Regions from separate parts of the Cricetulus griseus genome. Here region 1 is linked to region 2. Evidence: chromatin contacts called from public Micro-C data. All regions are on one chromosome and are shown on one strand. Each heading gives the region's core, a stretch centred on a gene start, on an enhancer-like site or on the middle of the called end of the contact. The rest is flanking DNA. Distances are from core to core; before and after follow the strand shown.

The links. A called contact is a pair of places that touch in the nucleus more often than the background predicts.
Region 1: a Micro-C map of the CHO-K1 cell line shows a contact between it and region 2, with 4 times the contacts expected there. The contact joins two enhancer-like sites. A contact is called at or near these places in 5 of 8 Hi-C or Micro-C datasets (the CHK-Q cell line, the CHO-K1 cell line, fibroblasts and 1 more).

Annotation. Positions count from the first base shown.
Region 1 is chr6:142,480,401-142,485,190 of CriGri-PICRH-1.0, forward strand. CUNH9orf50 reads right to left here. Exons shown (of 8, transcript XR_004770524.1): 5 at 3,568-3,733; 6 at 3,323-3,461; 7 at 965-2,551; 8 at 264-431. Among named protein-coding and RNA genes, the nearest start is that of Ntmt1, 7.0 kb to the right of the region's middle. Within about 2 kb of position 2,026, at least 1 of the 6 cell types and tissues checked has open chromatin away from gene starts, as enhancers often do. A contact at or near this core is called in the CHO-K1 cell line, where this site is marked.
Region 2 is chr6:142,110,334-142,115,194 of CriGri-PICRH-1.0, forward strand. Ptpa (serine/threonine-protein phosphatase 2A activator) reads left to right here. Exons shown (of 11, transcript XM_027423190.2): 9 at 45-145; 10 at 4,135-4,242. Among named protein-coding and RNA genes, the nearest start is that of Ptpa, 25 kb to the left of the region's middle. Within about 2 kb of position 2,313, at least 6 of the 6 cell types and tissues checked have open chromatin away from gene starts, as enhancers often do. A contact at or near this core is called in the CHO-K1 cell line, where this site is marked.

The sequences.
Region 1 (4,790 bases), core at 776-3,275, 370 kb after region 2:
CCCTCTCCAGCCCCATAGAGGAAGCTTCTCTGTTTTGAAAATACAAATTTTTGGGTTTTTTGTTTGCTTGCTTGTTTTTCAAGACTGTTTCCTCTGTGTAACAGCCACTGCCTGGCTTCATTCCCTCTGCAGATTTTTAAAGACAGGCAAAGTGGCACACCCCTTTAATCCCAGCACTTGGGAGGCAGAGGCAGGAAGATCTCTGTAAACTCAAGGCTAGCCTTGTCTACAAAGCGAGTTCCAGAATAGCCAGGGCTACATAGTGAGACTTTGTCTTGGAAAACATTTATTTTTTATTGTATATGTGTGCGCGCGCGCGTGCACTCACAATTCCATGTGAGTGAAGTGACTGCTGAGTCCAGAAGAGAAGTTGAAGTTACAGGCAGTGGTGAACTTCTGGATATGGGTGCTGGGAACCAAACCCAGGTCCTCTGCAAGAGCAGCAAGTAGTCTTAACCACTGAGCCATCTCTCCAGACCCACACTGAGGGGGACTGGACACAGCTCCCCACACAATGCACAGCATAAGCAACACCCCTCACTTCTATACCTAAGGAACCACCTCCTGAGGGTGCAGAGGCTCACAAGGCAGGAGACACCACCCGCCACCCCAACAGGCCCAGCTCCCCTGCCTTGCTTGGCTTAGAGAGATGGCCTGTGTGGTCAGGAACAGAATGAGAGGTGGGGAGGCTTGGGGTTGGGGGTGGGGTGGGCAAGGCATGAGCAGACAGGGCCCAAAGCACACAGCACACAGACACCAAGCAAACAAACTGGACAAAAAAGCCCGTGAGGACTATGGGAAGGAGAATGGAGTCACTCTCAGGAGGGAGGAAAGACCTAGGACTTAAGTCATCTGAAAAGAGTCTTTCCCCAGCCTCTTCTTGGTCACCCAAGGTCAGGCTCCACAGGAACTGCCATGCCATGGTACATGCCTCACTGTGCAACACATTTCTGAAGTGTGTTACCTCTAGGATTCTGCAGAATGTGCTCTGTGTGTGGTGTCTCTGGTGTATTCATTCCTGTCTTCTCCACGTGGGTGGGTATGGTGTCTGTTTCTCCATGTGTGTAATGTCTCGTGTGTGTGTGTTTCCATGTTCATATGTATCCGCGGTGTGTCTTCATATATGTGGAGTAGCTCTGTGGTGTGTGCAGTCATGTGTGGTGTGCTTCTCCATGTACAGGCTCTGTATGTGGTATGGATGTAGTGTTTACTGTGTGCTGTGTTCCTTGGCTGTATTTTTTGTGAATATCTGTGGTATGGTTCTCTATATGTGTGGGGTCTCTATTGTGGTATTGTGTGTGTCTGTGGTATTCTCCCTCCCTGCTTGTGGGGTCTCCAGGTGGTACGTATGTGCTGTTCTCTGTGTGTGAGCTCTCTGGTATATGTGTATGTGTGCCACCCGTGTCCTGCTTCTATGCCGGAGGCATCCTTGCTGTGTGTGGGGTCTCTGTAGCATATGTGGTATGTAGTGTGTGTGTGTGTGTGTGTGTGTGTGTGTGTGTGTGTGTGTGTGTGTGTGTGTGTACTGTGCTGTGTGCCTCTCTGTGTTATGTCTTGCTTCAGCGTTCCTCTCCCTGCGTGGGTCTGTTCCATGAGTTCCCAGATTCTCCATGTTGGCCATGTCTCGGATCACAGGTTGAAGGCAGATTCCCCACAGTCAGGAGCCGGGTACCCAGGATTCAGGGATCCATAATGAGGGAAAGTTTCCGATCCAGAGCAAGAGCTGAAGTTTTGCGGCGCAAAGCCAGGCCAACACTGCCCCCGCGCGGCGTGGTGCGGCGCTGCAAGCGACCGGGGAAACCGAGGCAGAGAGGGCACCCGCTGCGCAGCACTCTGGCGAAACAGGGAGCCTGGGATTAAAGGCACATGCCACCACAGCCTGAAAGTTCAGAAAGAGAACCAAGCCAAGCTCCAGCGCAGCTCTGGGGACACTGCTGCATCGCGCCTCAAGTCAGGTCCAGATCTACCTTTCTTCAGCCCTTCACCATCCCTACCTCATCTGGTCCCCAAGATGACCAGCCCAGTCCAGCACAAACCCCGCTATAGCATCCTTGTCCTCCCGGATAGACCACGCTCTGCGGCGAGTCCGAGCTGTTTCTTCCCGAGCCAGCAGGTGGCGATAAAGACCTGGCCAGAGCACAAGGACAAGGCAGAAACTCCAAAGGGAGGGAGGTTCCCAGTTTCCCTCGGGAGTTGGAACATGGTGTGGTGGGGCACCCAGGTGTGTGGAGGTGGCTAGGTTAGTGCAGCAGAGAAACTCTAGGAGGTGCCTGTCATCTTGTCTCGGGCCACTTCCCCATATGGATTTGAACACTGCATCGGGCTGAGAGGCTAAGGTTTGCCCACACACAGGGCTCTTTCTCCTGGGCTGGGGTCTGGATATCCTCACCCTCTATAAGATGGTCGACAGAGAAGCCTCTGGCACTGAAGACAAGAAGAAGTTGTTTTTCCACTTCCTCAGACTAAGGTAATGGCTTCGGGTCTGCTTCAGGCATGGATTGATCCAGGTTTGAGGTTGTGTAGAGTTAATCACCAGCCAGGAAAGTATTCCCTGGAACAAGCCGAGCCCCTGGGATGCTCGTCTCTCCACCTCCAATTCCCTGTCCTCGACAGCTTCATCCCAGATATGATTCCACCCTAATCTCCCTCACCCAGGAACCCCAAATGGTCCCAAATCAGGCACCCAGAGTGGCTTGAATTGGGAAACCTAGTGATCCATCTCAGCCACCTGGGAGGTATGTTTATTGGTGTGTCAAGGGAGCACTCCTCTTATTGCCTGGCCTGAGTACACCCCTGGGTTGGGGTTTCAACAGGCAGTCACCTCTGAGCCTGCTGCTGGTTTGTGTATGGCAGGAGGAGCCGGTAGCCCTTAGGACGGCCTCGATTCAGGACGGATTGCATCATCATACTGGGCAGAAAGGGCTCCTAGAGTGAGAAGGATGCCCAGCTGGGCACTGCCAAGGGGACCTCAGGGAGGAGACAGGGAGGAGACAGGTTCCTCCAAGGCTCAGAGGGGAGGAGACAAGGTCCCCTGGGAGGCCCCAGGTGGCTCTGCAGCTATCCTAGGCTGAAGCACAGCCGACCCACTCACTAGCAGTCAGGCAGCTGCTGGCCTGGCTCAAACACCCCCCTACCCCCAACTCCCCCTCCCTCCGCACTGAGGGAGGCCGGGCCACACAAGACCAAGTTATAAGCCCCATGGTGACTCAACAGAGAGGGTCCCCTATGGAGTCATTTAGGACTGCTGCTTCTGGTGGCCAGCTGCCTGGGCTGCCCACCAGCTAGCTTCCCTGGGATTCCAGGGACAGGGCAATTTGCCCACCTGCTCCACACTGTTAGGGGTGTCTAGGAAGGTCCTGAGGCCTCCCCGTGGCCTTATGGCGGTGGCCCTGTGGATGAAGGGTAGGCGGCTGCTCATGTTGGCATCCTCAGAAAAGTAGATCTGTGGTTCCTGAGCTGCCCTGGTGGGGAGACAGGGGCCTATGGTTTTGTGAACTCAAGTCCCAGACCCATCTACAGCTTGGACCTGGACCACAACCCTCCTGCTTCCTCTACCCAGAGCCTCACACTCGGGGGCAGTTCCAGAATGAGGAGCCGGCTACAGTGTCTTGGGCCCTGGGACGCAGGGCTCTGGGCAGACTCTCCAGCCATCTCCCAACACTCCCAAGCACCCGCTCTGACACAGACATAGAAGGCAAAGCAGTCTGTTCACATGGAAAGATATTCTGTCGGACTAGAAGAGAGAGAGGAGCAGAGTGAGTTCCCTGTCCCTCCCCCCAGGGGGAGGGGCACATTGATGCCCCACCCTTTCTCCTCCCTCTGGCTGGCAAGGCTAGACCGAAAGCCCTGTCTCCATGGCAACCACAGGCTCCCCAGTGCCTTCTGGCTGCCTCCAGAGAAGTCCTGGGTTTTAAAACTACCTCCCATGACTGTTGCTGCTGTTACCACTAAGCCCTGCCCTGCCCTGCCCTGCCCCTACCCCTGCTTCAACCTCCAACAGACCCCCTTTTTCTAAAATGGAAGGGCTAGGCACCCCACCACAGAAATGCCAAGAATCTGCAAGGGATGGGGGGGGGGTGTCTCAGGGAGCTTTTCCTAGAACCCGAGATTCCCAGGGGCTGCCTCAGACTGGAAAGTCTGAAAAGACACATGCTGAGTCCTGGTGCCATGGGATATGGCCACAGTGCTTGGGCTCTCCTTGGATTTCTGGAACATTCTAACCTCTATTCTAGGTTTACATGGCTCTTATACAGAACACTTTTCGCCTCAGTTTTCTCCTGAATCAAATAACCAGAAGCTGGGGTGAGGCATAGCAGTACATGCCTGCCTGTGGTCCTAGAAGTTGGGAGAATGAGGCAGGGGGATCAATACTTCAAGGTCATTCTTAGCCGAGGACAGTTTGGGACAGCCTGGGATATATGAGACTCTGCCTCAAAAAAGACAGCAAGAAATCTGTCTTTGCTAGCCTTGGGCATACGCACTCTTAAATTTATTAGCTGAAATTATATTTTTCTGATGCACACATATGCACCAAATATAACTAGCCGGAAGTTGGGCTTCTCTGATTCTTGTGTTAAAAGGAGGTCCTGGGGGCCACTGAGTCCTGAGTACCAGGAAAGAGGGATATGTGGCAATGGTCACCGCTTGTCTTCTTCATTATCCTGCCTGCCTCCCACACCTGGTCAGAAATGTCAAAGGAAAGCAAGTGTTCACTATTACATCCATCCCCAGAGCCATGCTCCCACTTCTGCCAGGGGTTCTGAGTTTCTCTGCTGAACCCTTACAGTAGT
Region 2 (4,861 bases), core at 1,063-3,562:
GTGGATCAGGGCTGTTCTAAAGGCCAGGCCTCTGCTCTCCCTAGACCACCCCCACCTGGAGCCCAGACACTTTGTGGATGAGAAGGCAGTGAGTGAGAACCACAAGGACTACATGTTCCTTCAGTGCATCCTGTTCATCACTGAGGTGAGAACCATAGCAGCCTCTGTTAGCCAGGCTACCAGGGCCTGCTTGCCCAGCCATCAGCCTTCTCCCAGACCTGGGAGGATTCTTTGATTGTTTGGTTTGAGTTGGAGCCTCACTCTGCTGCCCAAGCTGGCCTTAAATTCATGACAATCTTCCTGCCTCAATCTACTGACGGCTTGGGATTTATAAAATAAGCAGCCACACTCGCTCCTACAGGGCCCCTGAACTAATGGATTAAGTTGTAGTTATTAGCTAGACTTGGTGGCCCGCAGCAGGTCTGAAAGGATGGCAGGTGTTGTGGTGGGGCAGTGGTGGGGGCAACACCATCCATCAGGGCTCAGGGATGAGGTCTGTAGAGCCATGTGCTATAGATCCAGGCTGGAATCCCTAGAGGAGCTGGAGTGATGGGAGTAGTTGTCTGTCTGTCTTTGTCTGTGCTTCAGCAATGTGCTAGAGGTGAAAACAAGCAGCCTGTGGTGACAGTCACTGGGCCCTGTACTACCCATCTCACTGAGGCAGGATTCCCTATAGTGTGGTGCTGGAACATTCCCCAAGGTGGCCCTAGGACACTGAAAATTCATGGCCTTGGGCTCTTGCCAGCTTTCTCACTTAGAATCTTACAGACATGAGCCAGGAGCTCATCAAGGAGCCCACAGTCTCAGGGCCTTGTTTCTAGGAGATGTTGGACTGTTTCATTCTCCCACCTATACCTGGAAACTCTCTCACCCCAAATTTACAAAGTCCTGTCTTCCTTCTCTTCCTATGGCCATCTGCATGTCTGCTCTGTGGAAATACACATGGACTCCTGCCCATGGATACTCTCAGCTTCCTGTTCCGAGCCTCTGAGTAGGGAAGAGCCTGGTTAGCAGCCTTGACTCTTAAGTGCCTTCTGGTCAGCATTCACCTCAGGCTTCAGCCAAGCTCCAGGGGCCAGAGGGGAATGACACATTTTTTCCAAGTCAGCAAATGGAGCCAGGACTGATGGCTGGGAGGCCACTACTTGGTTCTTGGAGATATGCTGCCTTCAGCAGTGTGGCAGGCTCAAGGTCAGAAGGACTTGGGGGCAGCCTGGCTCACTGCCTTGAAAGCCAGCTTTAGAGGGCTCTTTCAGAGTGGAGTGCTGGGCTGGGGAACTCTAGGATGAGGTGAAGAATTGGATGGGATGGGTCCACACATTCTGCAAAGCTTGCTGCTTGAGGCCAAAAGCCTGTTCTGCTTCCACTGGCGGTCTGCCAAGCCCCTTGCATCCTTGTCAATAATTCTAACAAGGAGGCTAGCTGGGCTGGGCTTCAGAGACTGGGAATCAATCTCATGCTAAGACTTAGCATGTTTGTTTCTGCTGGCATAAAACCCCAAAAGCTTTCCCAAAGTTTGGGACACAGTACCCCATAGAAGATAGCCCAAGGTAGCCACAAGGTGGCGCTAAAAGTACATTGAGCTCAGTCAGCTTCAGTAACAGAGGCAGGAAGTGGGAGGGGTGGCTTTTTGGCTGCTGTGCACCTTCTCTACAAGGCTTGGTTTTCTCTTCATTCCAGCGTCAAACTCTGGTTGGTTGCTAGGCACTGTGGTAGCAAAGGGCCCTTTTGCCTGCCTGGATTGAATGGTTGCTGTTGCAGCGCTCTGTTGTTTAGCACATCACCCCCCCCCCCAGCCTCCCATGCACTTCAGAGGGGTGAGCAGCATTTTATGACCTCTGATCAGTAAGTGAGTAGCTTGGTTAGGATCACCCAGACCTGGGGCACAGCAACCTGGAGGTCTAAGAGGTGTTCAGGGCTCTGTTGCCTCTGGAGATCTGAAATCCCTACTGGTTAGACATACCCAAGGAAGTTGGGAAGGAAACCACTCCCCTTTGCTGGGTCTTGTGTTAGGATTGCTTTGCTAGCCCTGGGCATAGCAGCTGAGGAAGCCCACCTTGCAGGGCTCCTACTGCTTCAGGAAATGCAGCCCTGGCGCCTTTAAGAGCCCAGGGCAGGCAGGAAAAGAATTTCAGTTTCAATCTGGCTTCTAAATTTGGAGTTTTGGGAAGGGAGGGATCAGATTTCAGCTGGAAGGGAAGGAGCTGACAGGAAGGCGCTGTGCTGAGCCTCCCCCACCCCCGCCCATCCCCCTCAGTTACTGACAGAGGAACCATTTACAAAAGGCCGATTCTCTGGGGAGTGGAGAGGCAGGAACGCAGCGCCTGTGAGTAATTTCCTGCTCAATATGGCTGCTCTGACTCACACGATTCCCCTGGGGTCACTGCGGGACTGCAGTTGCTTGCTTGTTCTCTCTCTTTCTCTTCTCCCTTTGTGGCTAGAATGAGCTAATTTTTTTTTTTTGTCTTCTCACCCCCAATTCCTTTTTCCCCCTCATCTGTTTTTTCTTTCTCTGAGTTGCAGAGCCTCCTTTTGAAGGACTTGGGAGACCTGAGGCACTGAAGGCCTGGGGGTGGGGTAGCCTCTCTAGAGACATACTGGGCCTCACAACTCTGCAGCCTGCCAGACAGCCCTTTCTGAATGTCCCTTGCTAGTGAGCTAGGCAAAGTCTTAGTGTCCCTCTGTGTGTCTTTGCCCCAGAGTCCTTGCTGAGGAGGTCCTTGAGCACCTGCTAGGAGACAAAGCAGTTGGCAGTTGGCTCAGAGGGTCTGCAGGGGACCCTGGTGCACAGCTCCAGCAGTCTCATGCCTCTGGCCTGCAAGTGTTTGAGACAAGGGTGGAAGAGTAGACTAAGGGTGGAGTTTGCAGGAGTGTTGGGATGAATCTTAGGAAGCCCAGGACCCTGGAAACCTTGGTGCCTCTCTGGTCAAGGAAAAACTTCACAAATGCCTGGTAGAGAACAGGCTGGCTTTGGAAGCCTGGTGACTTCACTACTGGGGAGGGGCCACTGAGATTGGCTCTCACTGGGGACTTTTGACAGGGAAGGGAGAAAGGGGAAAATGGCAATGTTTCTAACTTAAATCTAGAAGTTACTCTTACTGAAGTAGAGGCCTGTGGGAATGGACCTAAAGTAACTACAGAACTAAAGTAACCTATGATGCCCCATTGTGAAGAATGTTTGAGTTTATCCTTTCTTCTTGGACTAGCCCCTACCTCACCCCCACATCCATGTACAGCCTCTTCTGGAACCTTCCACTGACTAAGGTCCAAGTCTTCTTGCCAAACTTTTCAGAGTCTTTCTCTGTAGCCTGGGGCTGGATGCTGAGCCCTGTTCTCCACATAAATGCTGCCTGTAAACTGGGAAGGGAGTGAGGAGGGTGTGGTGAGCAGCATGGTTAATAAATACAACTGTACTGGCCTTGCACTATCCCTGGCAGAGTCCACTCAGGACACAGGCTTCCCGTTCCTCATGCTGCGGATCTGATGTCACAGGAACTGCTTTGGACTTGTGGTAGTGCTTCTCTGCCTTCCTGGAGTCAGGTTCTTGAGCAAGGACAATGGTGATGGACTGTCTGTGTTCCTGCTCATCTTGTTGCTGTGGCTATTTCTGCCCTCCTCTTGACCTGGCTAAACAGACCATCCATCCTCCTGTACTGCTCTGGAACTGTAGCCTCCTCCTTGTCTGCCTCTTGTTTCTTCCCTCTGTCCACTGTGCCAAGCAAGGGTCTCAACAGGGTCCTCCCATAGCCCCTTTCTTGCCCTCTGAGGTCTGCCTGGCAGGTACAGCCTAAACTCCCTACAGGGTGGGGAAGGGAGCCTGGCTGCTATCTGAATGGGAACACATCCTACTCTCCCAGGGTGGAGATTTTGTTTTCCTAGGGGTTGCTAAACTTGATAGATATTGGGAATGGATAAAGCCTGTTTAATAGTCTGTGGGAAAGAAAGGTAAGTGGAAGATGTGGGCAAGAAAGGTTATATTTTTCAGGGGGCTTTACAGGTCTAGTCTCCTTATCTCACCCCCCCCCCCACCACACACATCTCATGTATGTGTGTTCTTGGGTCCATGCTGCAGGAGAACAGGGGTAGACCCCCGGGTGGCCTCTGCCTCTCTAGTTCCTGGACTTTTTTTTCCAGATGAAGACCGGCCCCTTTGCAGAGCACTCCAACCAGCTGTGGAACATCAGTGCTGTCCCCTCTTGGTCTAAAGTGAACCAGGGCCTCATCCGCATGTATAAGGCTGAGGTGAGTGGGGTCTGACCAGCATGCCTGCCCCTGCTGTCACTTAGTCCTGGGGGTGAGTGCAGGACTGCTGATTCTCTCTGAAACTTGGGGACCTCAGAACCTGGTGGGAAGTCACAAGGCACCATGCAGAGGCCCACCTCAGCCCTGCATAGCTTAAGGACTGAAACAGCCCTCTCTGCTAGAGAAGTCAAATGGCTGGAGGCACCTCAAAGCTCTGGTGACCTCAGCGTCTCTCCCAAGGTGACTCGGGCATCCTGGGGTGGGTGTGATCCTAGAGCCACTATCAAAAGTGAGCTAGCCTCCTGTAGAAGGTGACTAGGAAGAGGGTAAGGTCAGAGGTGGTCACTGGCATTCCTCAGTGGGAAGGGTAGGGTGTAGGTGTTCTCCCTGCTTTCAGCTTACAAATCTGCTTCTGGGAAGGACCTTCTGGGAAGCTCACCCTGCTAAAAGGTATCTGCCCTCACATGCTGTCCTCCACATCATCCTGCCTGTCTGTGCTGGCTCCTCCCACAGCTTGAAGAATCACTTGTCTTTGACCTTGTGAAGTCCCTCTGCCGCCCCCCACCCCCCATCTCACTAACAGCCTCTCAAGTATTGCCCTGCAGCTGCCCATCTCAGA